Regions from separate parts of the Sus scrofa genome. Here region 1 is linked to region 2. A link is a contact called in public HiChIP or PLAC-seq data. All regions are on one chromosome and are shown on one strand. The core of a region is the stretch at or near the end of the contact, and the rest is flanking DNA. Distances in the headings are between cores, read along the strand shown. Region 1 overlaps EGLN3 (egl nine homolog 3). Region 2 has its middle 96 kb from the start of EGLN3.

Evidence for each region. HiChIP or PLAC-seq counts read pairs in DNA pulled down with a chosen protein or histone mark.
Region 1: an H3K27ac HiChIP or PLAC-seq map of skeletal muscle shows a contact between it and region 2. The contact joins two enhancer-like sites. A contact is called at or near these places in 2 of 2 datasets of contacts at active chromatin or transcription factors (alveolar macrophages and skeletal muscle).

What each region holds. Positions count from the first base shown.
Region 1 is chr7:65,814,911-65,821,539 of Sscrofa11.1, forward strand. The region is part of intron 1 of EGLN3 (egl nine homolog 3); the gene reads left to right. Among named protein-coding and RNA genes, the nearest start is that of EGLN3, 13 kb to the left of the region's middle. Within about 2 kb of position 4,566, at least 37 of the 83 cell types and tissues checked have an H3K27ac peak or open chromatin away from gene starts, as enhancers often do. A contact at or near this core is called in alveolar macrophages and skeletal muscle, where this site is marked.
Region 2 is chr7:65,705,612-65,712,614 of Sscrofa11.1, forward strand. No RefSeq gene overlaps it. Among named protein-coding and RNA genes, the nearest start is that of EGLN3, 96 kb to the right of the region's middle. Within about 2 kb of position 4,175, at least 14 of the 83 cell types and tissues checked have an H3K27ac peak or open chromatin away from gene starts, as enhancers often do. A contact at or near this core is called in alveolar macrophages and skeletal muscle, where this site is marked.

The sequences.
Region 1 (6,629 bases), core at 3,316-5,815, 110 kb after region 2:
GAAAAAAGCCCAACCGTGTGCTCTCCCCATTGTCTGCTGTACACGCTGTGAGTTTAGCGTGCCATTTAAGGCTTTCTGTGTCTGACCCCATCTGACCCTTCCACATTTAATCTCCCACCGAAGGCCTTCCTTCCTTCCCCCTGGATCCCTGAAGTGCTAGAAACTGATTTGCCCAGCAAACCGTCTTTCCCGCTCTTGCCTCAAAATCCACGTTAGAGCCTGGTCCATGAAGTTCCCTCCAGCTCCCTAGAACTCTGTGGGTGGCTTGTAGTGGGCCACCCCAGAAGGTTTATTTCTTTGGCTGATTACCCTGACCCCCATTTACTTATAAATTCTTTGAAGGCAGAGACTCTTGAGTTTGTTATATATACTTTTCGTGTCTCTGACAGTCCTTCACTGTTGACTTAATTTCATCTTTAAAAGGAACTTGGATTTTTTAAGGATGTCAGGGTGTCAGGGAAGCTATAAATATTTTGTTAGGCCAAAAAGAAAAAAAAAAAAAGAAAAGAAAAGTTTTACAATGTGATCCCCAATTTGGTGTTAAAGGGTTAAACTTTTTTAATTATGTTAAGGGTTAACAGGCTACGAAGGACCATCTCAAAGGAGGGACTTGGGCTTTGTAAAGGGTTTTCCCTTGGTTCTGAAAGTCCATGCTCGACCCTAGAAAGTACTCAGTTACAGTGGATCCTGGCAGCTGGTATTTAGAGGTCTGACTCGGAGAAGCCGAGGACCACGGGGCTAGGACCCCGGCCTCTGGTGCTCGCTCTGCACCTGGCAGGCAGCGTCTCAGGACCGCAGTTCTTTAGGAATGAGGTTGATTTTTATTTTTATATTTGGATTTAATTTAGTCAGCACCATCCTAGGCACTGGGATGGACATTTTCCATTTTCTTTCATCTCACTGTGATCTTGGGCAAGCTGGTTATCTGAACCTCACTTTCCTCGTCTGTAACATGGGTACGATAGCAAATATCTACCTCCAGGATGATAAGGAATTAAATGAAAACTGAGACCAAAATGTCATTTGTGAAGGCATATCGATGCTTTCAGTGCCTCTGATTAGATTCCTGAAGAAGCGATCCGGGTCTAGACACAGTCACACCCCAGCTCACTGGCATGACTGTAATCTTCAGCAATGCTGCAGGGTTGCAACTGGAATGCTTCCTGCTGGTTTCAAGAATCACGCTGCAAAGCCTGTGCCAGAAACTGCCCTATAGGAATTCCTCTCACTTCCTGCTCTACCCACCACCTCCTGTTCCCCAGGTTAACTAGTGCAGCTGACTAATTCTAATTCCCCTTGACCTTTTATCATTTAGGGTGTGGCGTTGCACAAACTTTTGGTCTTGCCCCCAAAGAGCTATGGATTCTCAAAGTGTGGTTGTTGGACCAGCAGCAGCAGCCTCACCTAAAATCTTGTCATAAATGCATATTCTTGAGCTTCTCCCTAAATTCAGTGAATCAGAAGTCCTCTAGGCAATTCTCATACATGCCAAACTTTGAGAATCACTGAATAAAATTAATATGAGGAGGCCAGGTAGGGGTGATGCTCTATCTTTCTATAATTCCTCTATTAGTGAGAAAATCTGCATTCGCTCAGTTGAGCTTATTAATTGCTAAAACTAAAAAAAAAAAAATGCATGTGTCTTGGTTTATTTGGGAAATTTTTGAGAAAAAACATTAACATATTGTGTACACACACACACACACAACCCCACACCACACAATTTTACTATTATGTTTACCAATAAAGTTAATTTTCCAGAGCCAGAATTGGAGCGGAATTTGGAACTGATTCTCTCCCCTGTTGTGCTGAATGGAGGGAAACAAGCTTTGTTAATAATGCCTGCATAGTGTGGCTCCCCTACTTGTACCTTGTTCAGCAAGGAGTATGAGGAAGAATTGTAGGGATTTAGGATGAGCACAAACTGGAAAAGAGTGCCTTGTGAACAGATAATTCCCTCTGTGTTGAGCACCTATTATGTGCTAACTGAATACCACACAGAAGCCTAAGGTGGTTTTTGACTCTCTAGAATGAGATGGCTGCCTGAACGAGGCTCCAAAAGGCTGAGCTGTGGGACTCTTGGAAGGAAAGCTGACAAATCCAGGTTGACTGGAATCAAAGGTACGACCGGATAGAGTTGGAAGAGAGGCCGGTACTTGCCTTCTCCTACTTGGGCATGGAGGCTTTGACTTGCCGGGTAAGGTTGTTGTGGGTTTTTTTGTTTGTTTGGTTGGTTTTGGTTTTTTACCACACCCATAGCATTCAGAAGTTTCCGTGCCACAGCAATGACAACATTGGATCCTTAACCCACTGAACCACCAGGGAATTTCCCAGTTAAGGGTTTGAGCCTGTATTTGATAAACCACAAGAATCATCAAAGAATCCTTTATTGTGTTATCGTGGACAATGCTATTCATAGTCTCTCTGGAAATAAGTGCACTTGTTTTCATAAACAACTTTTTCTTGCTATTTTAGAAAAAAGTGTTTAGTTGTGGGAAGACCATGCTTAGTTTTATAATGTCCCGTAAATTTTTGTCTCTCTCCATTTCTATGTTTGTAAAATGGGGCTTATGTTGGAGCCCCATCTTGGAGGGTCATGGGGACAATTATGTTAACCATCACTGCCCCCTAGACCCAGAGCCAGGTACTCCTTTATTTCTAGTTCCCTTGCTGCTCCCCAGAGTAGCTTTTACATTTCTCTCTGACACGCTTTTTGCTTCCTCCCACCCCCAGTCTGAGAGGTCTTCTGGATCTCACCTGACCTGTAAGCCACCATGGGACTGCATCCAGTGTATTCTAATGAATGTGATATCAGAAAGTTCCATGAATTCTAATTAGTGTGTTAGTAGTAAAGAGTTTCCTGAATAAGCTTTGAACCTAAGTAAGGAAATTATGTCTCATCCCTGGGATCCCTTGGAGTTTACCTTGTCTTCCCAAGGGAAATACACTCTTGTGTACTTCTGACTTTAAGAAAGCCTGAAAACCTGGGCTAAAAGGACAGGTCCTGGAGACTCTGACTTCTTTCCACAGAGCCTGGATGGGGACAGCTGGGGGAAAAGACATAGGCTGATGGTTGACCAACTGCACCCGAAGCAGATATGGGGCTTCAGAGTTTAGAGTGGGATTGAGCTTGCTCTGCAATGGGAATAACCAATCAATCACAGACAACTTGGGCAACTGGTGTTTTGCTGTGAGATTGAATGAGTTTCCTTTGCTCCTCGCTTTTGTTGAAATACCACCCCTCCCACCCCACCTCCCCCTGTCCCCAGGCCCGCCCCACCCCCCTGGAGCTTTTACCTTACAGACTCAATACCAAGCACACTCATTTTTCATATATATATTTTTTTGCCCCTTATAATTTTCTACCATTATGGAAAGGGTAATAGGCAAAGAAGAGAGGGAGTCAAATACTTCAAGAAGAACTGAAGTATTTTTTTTTTAATGATTTTTATTTTTTTCTATCATAGCTAGTTTACAGTGTTCTGTCAATTTTCTACTGTACAGCAAGGTGACCCAGTCACACATACATATATACATTCTTTTTTCTCACATTATCATGCTCCATCATAAGTGACTAGATATAGTTCCCAGTGCTATACAGCAGGATCAAGAACTGAAGTTCTTAGTTCCCTCAAAAATGAAGTGAATCAGTTAATATTAGACCTCAGATAAGCTGCACCAGTAAAGCATGACCTGATGATTAAGGCCTCACTCTCTGCATCCAGACTAGCTGGCAAGTTCCCTAACCTCCTCATGCCTCAGTTTCCTCATCTGTAAAGTGGAGATAATTGTTCCCTCTCATGAAGCCATTATGAATATTGAATGAGGTAATGTTTGTGAAACACACAGAACAGTGTCAGGCATGTACCATTGTTTGTTCAGTAAATAAATGTGCCTCCTGAGTTTCATAGCTCTGACTTGCTGTGTGCCATTCCTTTCATTCAGCAGATATATTTTTGGATTTCAGTGCTGAAATCCAAATGTGAGCCTAAGATCTGGTTTCCTAGAAAGTTCCTTAACTTCCGTTTTCCAACATAGTTACAATGTCCCAAGTTAAGACTCAGACTCTTCAAATTCTTCGGGATGTGCAAGTAAGTGTTTCCTGGTTTTTCTTCAGAACATTGCTTCAAGGCATTTTTTATTTTTTATTTTTTTTTATTTTTATTTTTTGCATTTTTTTTGCATTTTTTAATGTGTTTTGATTGGTAACTATATATTTTTGTATATCACACAGTTATCATGGATTCCTTCAACTATTTTAGGATTCATTCCAGATGAGAATTTAAAGACAGGCATACTTAATTCTCCTACCATTCTCCAGTCACAAACATTCTCTCTATTCTGCTCAGAGCCTTTAGAGAGCCACATGGAAAGTATTATTTTTTCCTGATAAAACTGTTTCCCACATCAAAGGAAGTTAAATGTTCTGAGTCCCTATCCCTGTGTTGCCTTAAGGATTACTCATGAGTTTGTTTTTCTATAGGAATGAGATAACTTCTTGGTCTGTATGATAACTTCCAGGGTTAATGACTTCTGCTGAAAACTTGTGGGCAGTGTGACTCAGGGCAGATGGTTGCTCACCTTGCCCTGAACCTGGAAATTCCATGAGCGAACGTGTCACCTGTCACCCTAGAGTGCTACCTGGCTGCAATGGGTCTTCAAGAAACTGCAGTTGTTACCATTTGCGGGAAGGTATTAGAGTGGATACGGTTAAATGCCTGTCTTAATGTCCTTAACCCAGGGCTCGGCTGACTTTTGAGGATTTCGTAATTGCAAGGAAGCCCTGAGAACATTTCTCTGGTGACTGGGATAGTGACGGGGGAGGGCCCTCCCGGTGCCGGTTCCCTCCGCGGGCTGCCGGGCTGTGTGCTCGGGTGTGGGCTGGCTGCCACCCTCACGCAGCGCACGTAGCCCTGTCACTCAGCCGTCACCCCGCTGGCCGGGAGCCAGGCCTCATCGGGAAGGGCCGCCTTCCCAAACCCAAACAGCCTGTACTGCAGTGTCGATGTTCCTGGGCCTGTTTACTGTGCTTAATTGCAGGGTTCTGCTTGAATCCCCTCCAAGAAGAAGAATTAAGCACATATCAGAAAGGAATGACAATAGTCTTTTAAATTCCTGGCCTCTGAGAGTTGGAGTGGCTTTTGGGGAAGTGTAAATCACTCAAGTTCAGGGTGATTCACTCAAGTTCATGCACGAAGCGCAGGATCCCCTGGAATAGAATCTTGATCTAGCACAGTTTGACCTTACAGACCTGTGAATCCTCTGCAGGGTCCTGGGTGTGTGTATATGTATTTCTGAGGGTGAGGGCCGGAGCCCAGCTCTTTAATGTAAGAATCTCAAGATGCTGTTATCAACCGAGCTGAGAACCCTGAGTGAAGGCTCCAGAGTCTTGGTAGTTGATGGTTGTTTGAATGATCTCAAAGTTAAGGCCAAGTTCATAGTAAAGAGGGGCACAGATGACCAAAGTCTACTTGAGGACAGGTTTTCAAGTGAATATGGTACATTCCCTGCCCTTCTAGGCACGCTGCTCCTGCCTGACCAGGAGGAACTAGCAGGCCCATTTTGCCAAAGCAACTGAGAGTTGATTATCACTTCTGATTTTTCATTTTCAGGTATGGGGGGCATAATGATTACTGTTGCAAATTGGGAGGTAAGATTGTGTTTAGTAGAGTTCTGGGTATGTGCGTTCAGGGAAAGGAGTTTTTAGTGTGGCCTTAGGGCAGATGAAGAAGGCAAAAGGAGTTCTCAGTGTTCTCAGAAGTAGAATAGTAGAACAGTAGACATTTTTGTGAGTAACTTGGGGTTCATTGAAAGAATTACTTACCTGACAGATACGGACTATCTGATGTTCTGAATCTTCTGAACTGTGTGGTCAGAAGCTGAGACTTTGGGAAGGGGAACATGGTAGCTGGACACAGCTCATGTTGTCACTCGCCAAAAACATATTTTCCCATTTCTCCCTCATCTCATTATATCAGTCTTTAACTAGATAACAAGCAATCTGCCAAGATAACTAATGACAGTTTGCATGTTTTGTTTTGTTTTGTTTTTTTTGTCTAAAGTGCCTATATTATCTCCAACTAATTTCTTTATGCCAATCTAGATGAAGTTAGAATGAATATAAAGATTCTAAAACACTTTTTATGCTTATGAGCTGTTCATCGTCACATTGAGAGCTTACTTCTTTTGCAACGGACTGACAGCAGTGTGAACTCTGTGTAGTGACATTTTCTTGAAACTGTTAGAGAAAGCTTTGCATAATTGCAATTATGCCTTGTGAATATTGTACTGGAGGAATTTAAGTGATTTAGGTTATATATATTTTTCAATTTTTATTGAAATATAGTTGATTTACAATGTCTTATATATATATATTCTTTTTTAGAGTCTTTTCCATTATAGGTTATTACAAGATATTGAGTAGAGTTCCCTGTGTTACACAGTAGGCCCTTGTTGGTTATCTATTTTATATATAGTAGGGTGTCTTTGTTAATCCCAAACTCCTAATTTATCCCTCCCCCTTTCCTCTTTGGTAACCATAAGTTTGTTTTCTGTGGCTATGAGTCTTTCTGTTTTGTAAATAAGTTTGTTTGTATCATTCTTTTAAGATTCCACACATAGGTGATATC
Region 2 (7,003 bases), core at 2,925-5,424:
CCACAGTTGTGACCTTCGCAGTAACTGTGGCAACTGCCAGATCCTTAGCCCACTGTGCTGGGCCAGAGATTAAACCTTTGTCCCATTGTTCCAAAAACACTGCAGATCCCATTGTGTCATAGTGGGAACTCCAGAGTGGCATTATTCTAATGGCAGAAATACTCCCAGAATGGAAGGAAGAATCAGGAATGAGTCCCTGGAAAATACAGATATGGGACCCACTGAGATGTGGCCTGTTCTCCTGTCTTACATGTGTGGGTCAGGCTAAATAGCAGAGGCCCCAGGTTACCAGGTTAGAGCAGGGCTACTCCAACCTGTGCTGGCCAGGGAACAAGGTAAGAGATGGAGAACAAGTATTTAGAATTTTTTTTTTCTTTTTTTTTTTTGCTTTTTAGGACCACACCTGCGGCTTATGGAAGTTCCCATGCTAGGGGCCAGATCAGTGCTGCAAATACCATGGATGGACCTAGAAATTGTCATGCTAAGTGAAATTAGTCAGACAGCGAGATACCAACATCATATGGTATCACTTACATGTGGAATCCAAAAAAAGGACACAATGAACTTCTTTGCAGGACAGATACTGACTCACAGGCTTTGAAAAACTTAGGGTTTCCAAAGGAGACAGGTTGGGAGGTAGGGGGATGGGCTGGGGGTTTGGGATGGAAATGCTATAAAATTGGGTTGTGATGATCATTGTACAACTATAAAGGTAATAAAATCCATAAAAAAAAAAAGTCAGAGCCACAGCTACCGGCCTACACCCCAGCCACAGCAAAGTGGGATTGGAGCCCATGGCAATGCCGGAGTGAGGCCACTGAGCCTCACCAAGTATCGAACCTGCATCCTCATGGATACTAGCCAGATTCATTACCGCTGAGCCACAGTGGGAACTCCCAAGTGTTTCGAAACTTGTATAGCAGAATGCTACAATCATGTTAGGACTATTATCTCCAATAACAAGAAAAGTTAGGCTTTTATTTTATTTCCTTTTATTTAAAATTCTTTTTTAGTAATTCATTTTTATTTTACAAATAGTTTGGTTCATAATGGATTGGAAATTATAAAAAAATAAAGAGGCCCTTCACCACAGATCATTTGTGAAGTACTGGGCTAGTTCTTGGCCTCTGAAGGGCAGTTCTGGGCACCTTCCTTCCAACAAAGCCGGTAGATGACCTTTGGAAAGATGGGGACAGTGCCAAGCAGAGGAGGGCAAGGGATCACCCCTTTGTCTCTATCTAGTTCCTTTTCTTTCAGTTCTTTTTTTTAAGGGCCATACTTGTGGCATATGGAGGTTCCCAGGCTAGGAGTCAAATAGGAGCTGCAGCTGCCAGCCTACACCACAGACACAGCAGTGCAGGATCTTTAACCCACTGAGCGAGGCCAGGGATCAAACCAGCATCCTCATGGATACCAGTTGAGTTCTTAACCTGCTGAACCACAATAGGAACTCCCCTTTTCCTTTTTTGACCCAAGAACACACACATCCCTGGGGAAGCACTGCGGCAAAAAGTAATTACCAAAGTCAAGAGAAAAGTCTGGGGCTTGCTGTTAGAGAAGGGGCTGGGAATGGCAGGAGAAGCAGAAGAAACTTGTGGTTATCACATTGAGCTCCTGACTTCAGCAAATGTCCTTAAGAATGGACCTTAGGAGCAGGTAGAGGAAGTAGCTGAGAAATAAGGATTTGAGGGGAAGCACAGCTCAAACCTTACTAGTCTGTAATGAAGCTGGAATTGGGAGTCCCATTGAAGAGAGTTACCTACACAAGAGATGCTCATATAACCTAGGAGGAGGGGGAGGAAGGCTGGCAATCACTGTCCTGTATGCATGAGAATACACTGCCATGTTCCTGTGGAGTTGCTGACTGGAGAATCAGCATAGGGGAAATAGCACGTTGGACAGATAAGTTTTAATGAAAAGAGTGGGGATCAGAAAAGGGTTGAACACGAGATGGCTTCATTATCTATCTTAAAACAGAGACATCCAGGTAGCTGTGAGACATCAGGAAGCACCTGGAACTGAAGTCTTTGCCAGTTGCTAGAGCTGTCTCTGCTGATCCTAGCTCTGTTTTTGTAGTAAACAGGGTATGAGGTGATGTTCAGATTCCCAGGGGACATGGAACAGCCTACTGCCCTGCTCACCTTTGAAGTAGTCACCTGACAGCCCCCTCACTGTCACATATTCCTGAGAGGTAGCAGGACAAGATGACGCCTTTCTGTCATTGTCCTTCTGACGTGACTCAGTACACCCCGGTTGCTGTTGACATGGACGTACTTGTTGATGGAGGAGAGGAGAAAACTGGGTGGGTTGGGGCTCTTTAATATGAGAAAAGCTTTTGTGTCTTAGCTTTGGGAAAGAGAGGAAACACCTCCCTCTTGTTTATTGGTTAAATTAGAGGCTGCTTTCTGCCTTATCCATTCTCCTGGAATACATCTTGGCTGTGACTTGGTGATGACACATGCATGTCTTGAGTGTGCCTGCCATGTGGCATTATTTCTTGTCTGAAGGGTTGGGGGTTCAGAGAGGTTGCGATGAGACCTTGGGTCCCCTGCTGGTTGGCGCCACACTGGGCAGTGGTGGTGGGCTACCAACTGAAAAGCAAAAGAGGGATAAAAAAATGCAGCTAACTTAGGAGTTCCCGTTGTGGCTCAGTGGGTTAAGAACCCAACATAGTGTCTATGAGGATATGGAGTCGATCCGTGGCCTTGCTCAGTGGGTTAAGGATCAGGTGTTGTTGTGAGCTGTGGTGTAGGTTGCAAACTTGGCTTGGACCTGGTGGGGCTGTGGCTGTGGCTGTGGCATAGGCCAGCAACTGCCATTCTGATTTAACCCCTAGCCTGGGGACTTCCATATGTCTCGGGCAAGGCCATAAAAAGGAAAACAAAAAACAAATAAAAAACACAGTTACCTTTCCTCTTTGCCAAACCCAAGTTAGTGACAATGCAGTCACAGTTACCTACTTTACGTACGTTGGGATGCTTTGCAAGGTCTTGACCCAATTGCATGAAGTTTTACAGACACTGACAAAAGAGAACAAGATTAATGCAAAAGCCATTTCCAGCTAAAGCTAGCACCTTCTCAAGAGGAAGCGACTGAGTCCCCTGCCCCAGGAGACCAGGCTATGGTTCTAGGTCTTTACCTCTGCCAGTTTTCCTGCTCTGAAATACCCAGAAACGACCTTAAGTAAAATTCAACCCACAGTCACTTGGGCGCACCCCCACCCTCCAATTTGTAGCCAAGTTAACAAACAAGATTGGCCCCCTATGAAACACTGTTAGTAAGCACTAGATGATGGCAAAGATTACAGGTAATACAGGTGTTTCAGAAAGAGGGACTGATGTGGGTTTGAGGAGTCAGGGCAGGATGCTGGAAAAATTGGGTTTGGCCTGGCACCCGGTCCTTCCCTCCTTTGGAACCCGATGAGGTTGGAGTCCTGGATTTACCAGGACTGAGATTGGACAATGTGTCAGATCTCTGGGTCCCAGCATCCTCATCTACAAGCTGGGGAAAACAACAACCCTGTCCTAGGCTTTCTGTGAGCGCTAAGCACCCGCTCAGTGGTGTTGGAGCCCTTCATTCATTTCCACAGTGACGGCAACAAGGGGCTCCTTCTGGGATGAATTCCTGGGAATAGCTCATCAATTTGGACTCTGGGCTTCGATCTGTGAGGCTGCTGTTCTTCCCTGTGGGGATGTGGTGCTGTAAACAAACACGAGTCAGTAGCTACTTTTCCTAACTCTGCCCCCAGTTTCCCCAGTTGGGATAATGGGTCTCTTTTAAGCCAGAAACATCAAGACATACCTTGTATGAACTGAGAAACTTGTCCCAAGTACTCACTTGGCTCAAACACCAGAGTTCTCAGGATTTACTGCCGATACCAAGTTCTCAAGCAGTGCAGCTTCCCTTCCTAGCTTTTCCTCATTTATCGACATTTTACTATAAACAAAAGAGGAAGTTATAGAATCCTAGCTCTGCACTGGAGAGCAGTTCTTCTGGAAGAATAGGCCTAGGAATATCATACCTTTAAAAAATATTTGATCAGTCAGAAATCGGTCTTGGAGGGAGAGGAAATACAGCAGAATGGATAAGCCCAGAGACCCTGCCTCCAAACTACCCAGACTTGCTTCCTGGTTCTGCCACTGTATGAGTCATGTGACTCTTTTGTAAATTATTTAACCACTCTGTCCCTTAGTTTACTCATCTCTTAAGTGGGGACATAATGGAACACATCTCATAGGGTTGCTACCATGAGTAAATGAGCTAAAATATATGTAAAGCATTTAGAGCAGTAAGGGGCCAGTGTAAGCAGTAAATATGTGTTGGCCATAATTAGTATGATATCCTAATGGAATGTGGAGAGGGAAGGTTTCAGACCTGGAGGGAAGCTGTGGCCTAGAGAAGAGGGTACCAAGACAGCCAGCACTCTCAGGGCCTGGCAACAGTGGGAGGCACAGAAAAGAATACTCTTGGGAAGCTATAAACACACGTGCCAAATCCTAGCAAGAGTCCCAGGTTCATCCACTGACATTGAAACGACCCTCAGAGAGCCCCCCCCCTTCCCCCTTTTTAGGGCCACACCTGCTGCATATGGAAGTTCCCAGGCTTGAGGAGTGGCAGCTGCCAGCCTACATCACAGCCACAGCAGTGCTGGATCTGAGCTGCATCTGTGATCTACACCACAGCTCACGGCAACGCCAGATCGTCAAGCCACTGAGTGGGGCCAGGAATTGAATCTGTATCCTCATGGATACTAGTCAGTTTCTTAACCCACTGAGGCCCCAGCGGGAACTCCACAGAATTTTTAGAATTTGACAGGCTCTGTTCTAGACTCCAGGTTGCCTGGATACAGCCTCTCTGCCAGCCTGGTCCAAGACTTGTTTTGGTAAGGATGACATGCTTATACAGGTCTAGTCAATAACAGGTCCTTTGTTCTGTCTCCTAGACCTCTGGGTGCCACTGTACGGACATGTCCAGCTTGGCAGGCAGCTGGCATCTCAAGGATCTGGGTTGTTATCAGATGGACACTCACCAAACAGAGTCCCTCCTGGCCCGGTGGTGTGTGCTGTTGTGCACGTAGGCCTGCATGCCTCATATCTGTGCCCAGCAATTACATCCCAAGCACCCTGCCCCATTCCAAGGCAGCCGGAGCCAGCTGGGACACTGTGCCCGGGGTGGGAGCCAGGTAGTTTTCCTCCTTTCATCCTTTTTGATTCCATAAGCATTTTCTTCTAAGCTTGGGCTCTCACAGCAGTGTCGGACATGGGAAAACAAACCCAGAAGGCAGGAACTGAGCTGCATCTGCTCGTAGTGCTGCCTTTTGCTGTTCTGAAATGGAGCCAAAAGGCACAGCCTCTGCCCTCCAGAACAGGAAGCCTGCAAGCAGCGTGTGCTTTCTGCAGCACTGCCTGCTCGGTGAGTATATTGCATATCCTTACACGTTAGTGGCATGTTGTCTGGTCTCACGTTCAGGTCTAGATTTAAATACTAAGGTGGAATTCAGGGTTTGAGTAAAATGCATGTCCGGGCCTGGTCTCTTGGCCAGGCCCCAGGGTCTGCAGCCCACCTAGCTGGTCCTCAAAACTGGCCTCTTACATCAGAAGTAATCCCACGTGGTTTATTTATTTTTATTTTTTAATTCATTTTTTGTCTTTTAAGGGCCGCACCCACGTCATATGGAAGTTCCCAGGCTAGGGGTTGAATCAGAGCTGCAATAGTTGGCCTATGCCACAGCCACTGTCACAGCCACGTCAGATCCAACCCATGTCAGCAACCTACACCACAGCTCACGGCAACACTGGATCCTTAACCCACTGAGTGGGGCTAGGGATCGAATCTGCATCCTCATGGATACTAGTTGGGTTCGTTACCACTGAACCACAGTGGAAATGCCGATCCCATTCGGTTCTGATGACAGATGGATTGTGATAACTCACCCCGGTTTGGGAAGGCTCCCTGTTCTCTTATATCAGCAGAGAAAACCATGTTTGAATACTAACAACTGGTGTCATTTACTGAACACATGTGATGCCCCAGGGAGCCTTCTAAGGGCTTTTCGTAGTGGTTTCCCGTGGTCCCCCACCAGCACTCCAGTCGAGGTAGTATGGTCAACTGTGCCTTACATGTGAGGACACTGAGATGCGTTGACATTGGGTAACTCGCTCAAGGCCACCTAGGTTGGAAGTGGCAATGCCAGTATTTGAACCAGGCAGCCTGATTCAGGGCTTGCTCCTACTCGCCATCATGCCCGATGCTGTGGCATCTCCTTGTTTCCACCTCCACAAGGATTAGACTGATGCTTGATCATCCTCTCATTGTTATCATTGGTCTTATCAGCTTGTGGAGGCGCAGAAGCTTCTTCTGGTTGACATTTGTAGCTAATTTGCTACATCCTTGATGTTAGAGATAACAACGCAAACATTGAATTATTTCCTCATTGATTTACATTACTTTGATTCCTTAAATATTTAGTGAGTGTTTACTTTGAGCCAGACATTATACTAGACCTGGCAAAGAGGGGCACTACCAGGTACTTGCTTTCAAAGAATTTTCACTCTAGAAAGAGAAATAATCTTCCAAATTCCCAAGATGGCTCACAGGGCCTTCTGAGATGGGCAGTGCCTTCCCCTTCAATCTCATTGCTCCACATTCTCTGCCTCTGCGTCCTTTGGTTTGTTGAGCTTCCTACCACCTCAGAGCCTTTGCACCTTCTGTTCCATCAGCCTGAAATACTCCACCCCTTTGCCTGGTTAACTCCTCATCCTTAGGTCTCATCTTAATTCACTCTTCTTAAGGGTGTTCTCTCTCAAACCCATAGATTAGCTCAGGAACCTGTTACATCTCATCGTAGCTCCTTGTGCTTTTAATTTTTGTAATTATTTGATTCATTCTCCAGCTCCTTAAGGGCATCAATAATGCTGTTCTTATTCACCACTGTATTCCAGGCATCAATAGGAGCTTACTCAATATTCTGAAATGAATGAAAATTATTATTTATTAAAGCAGA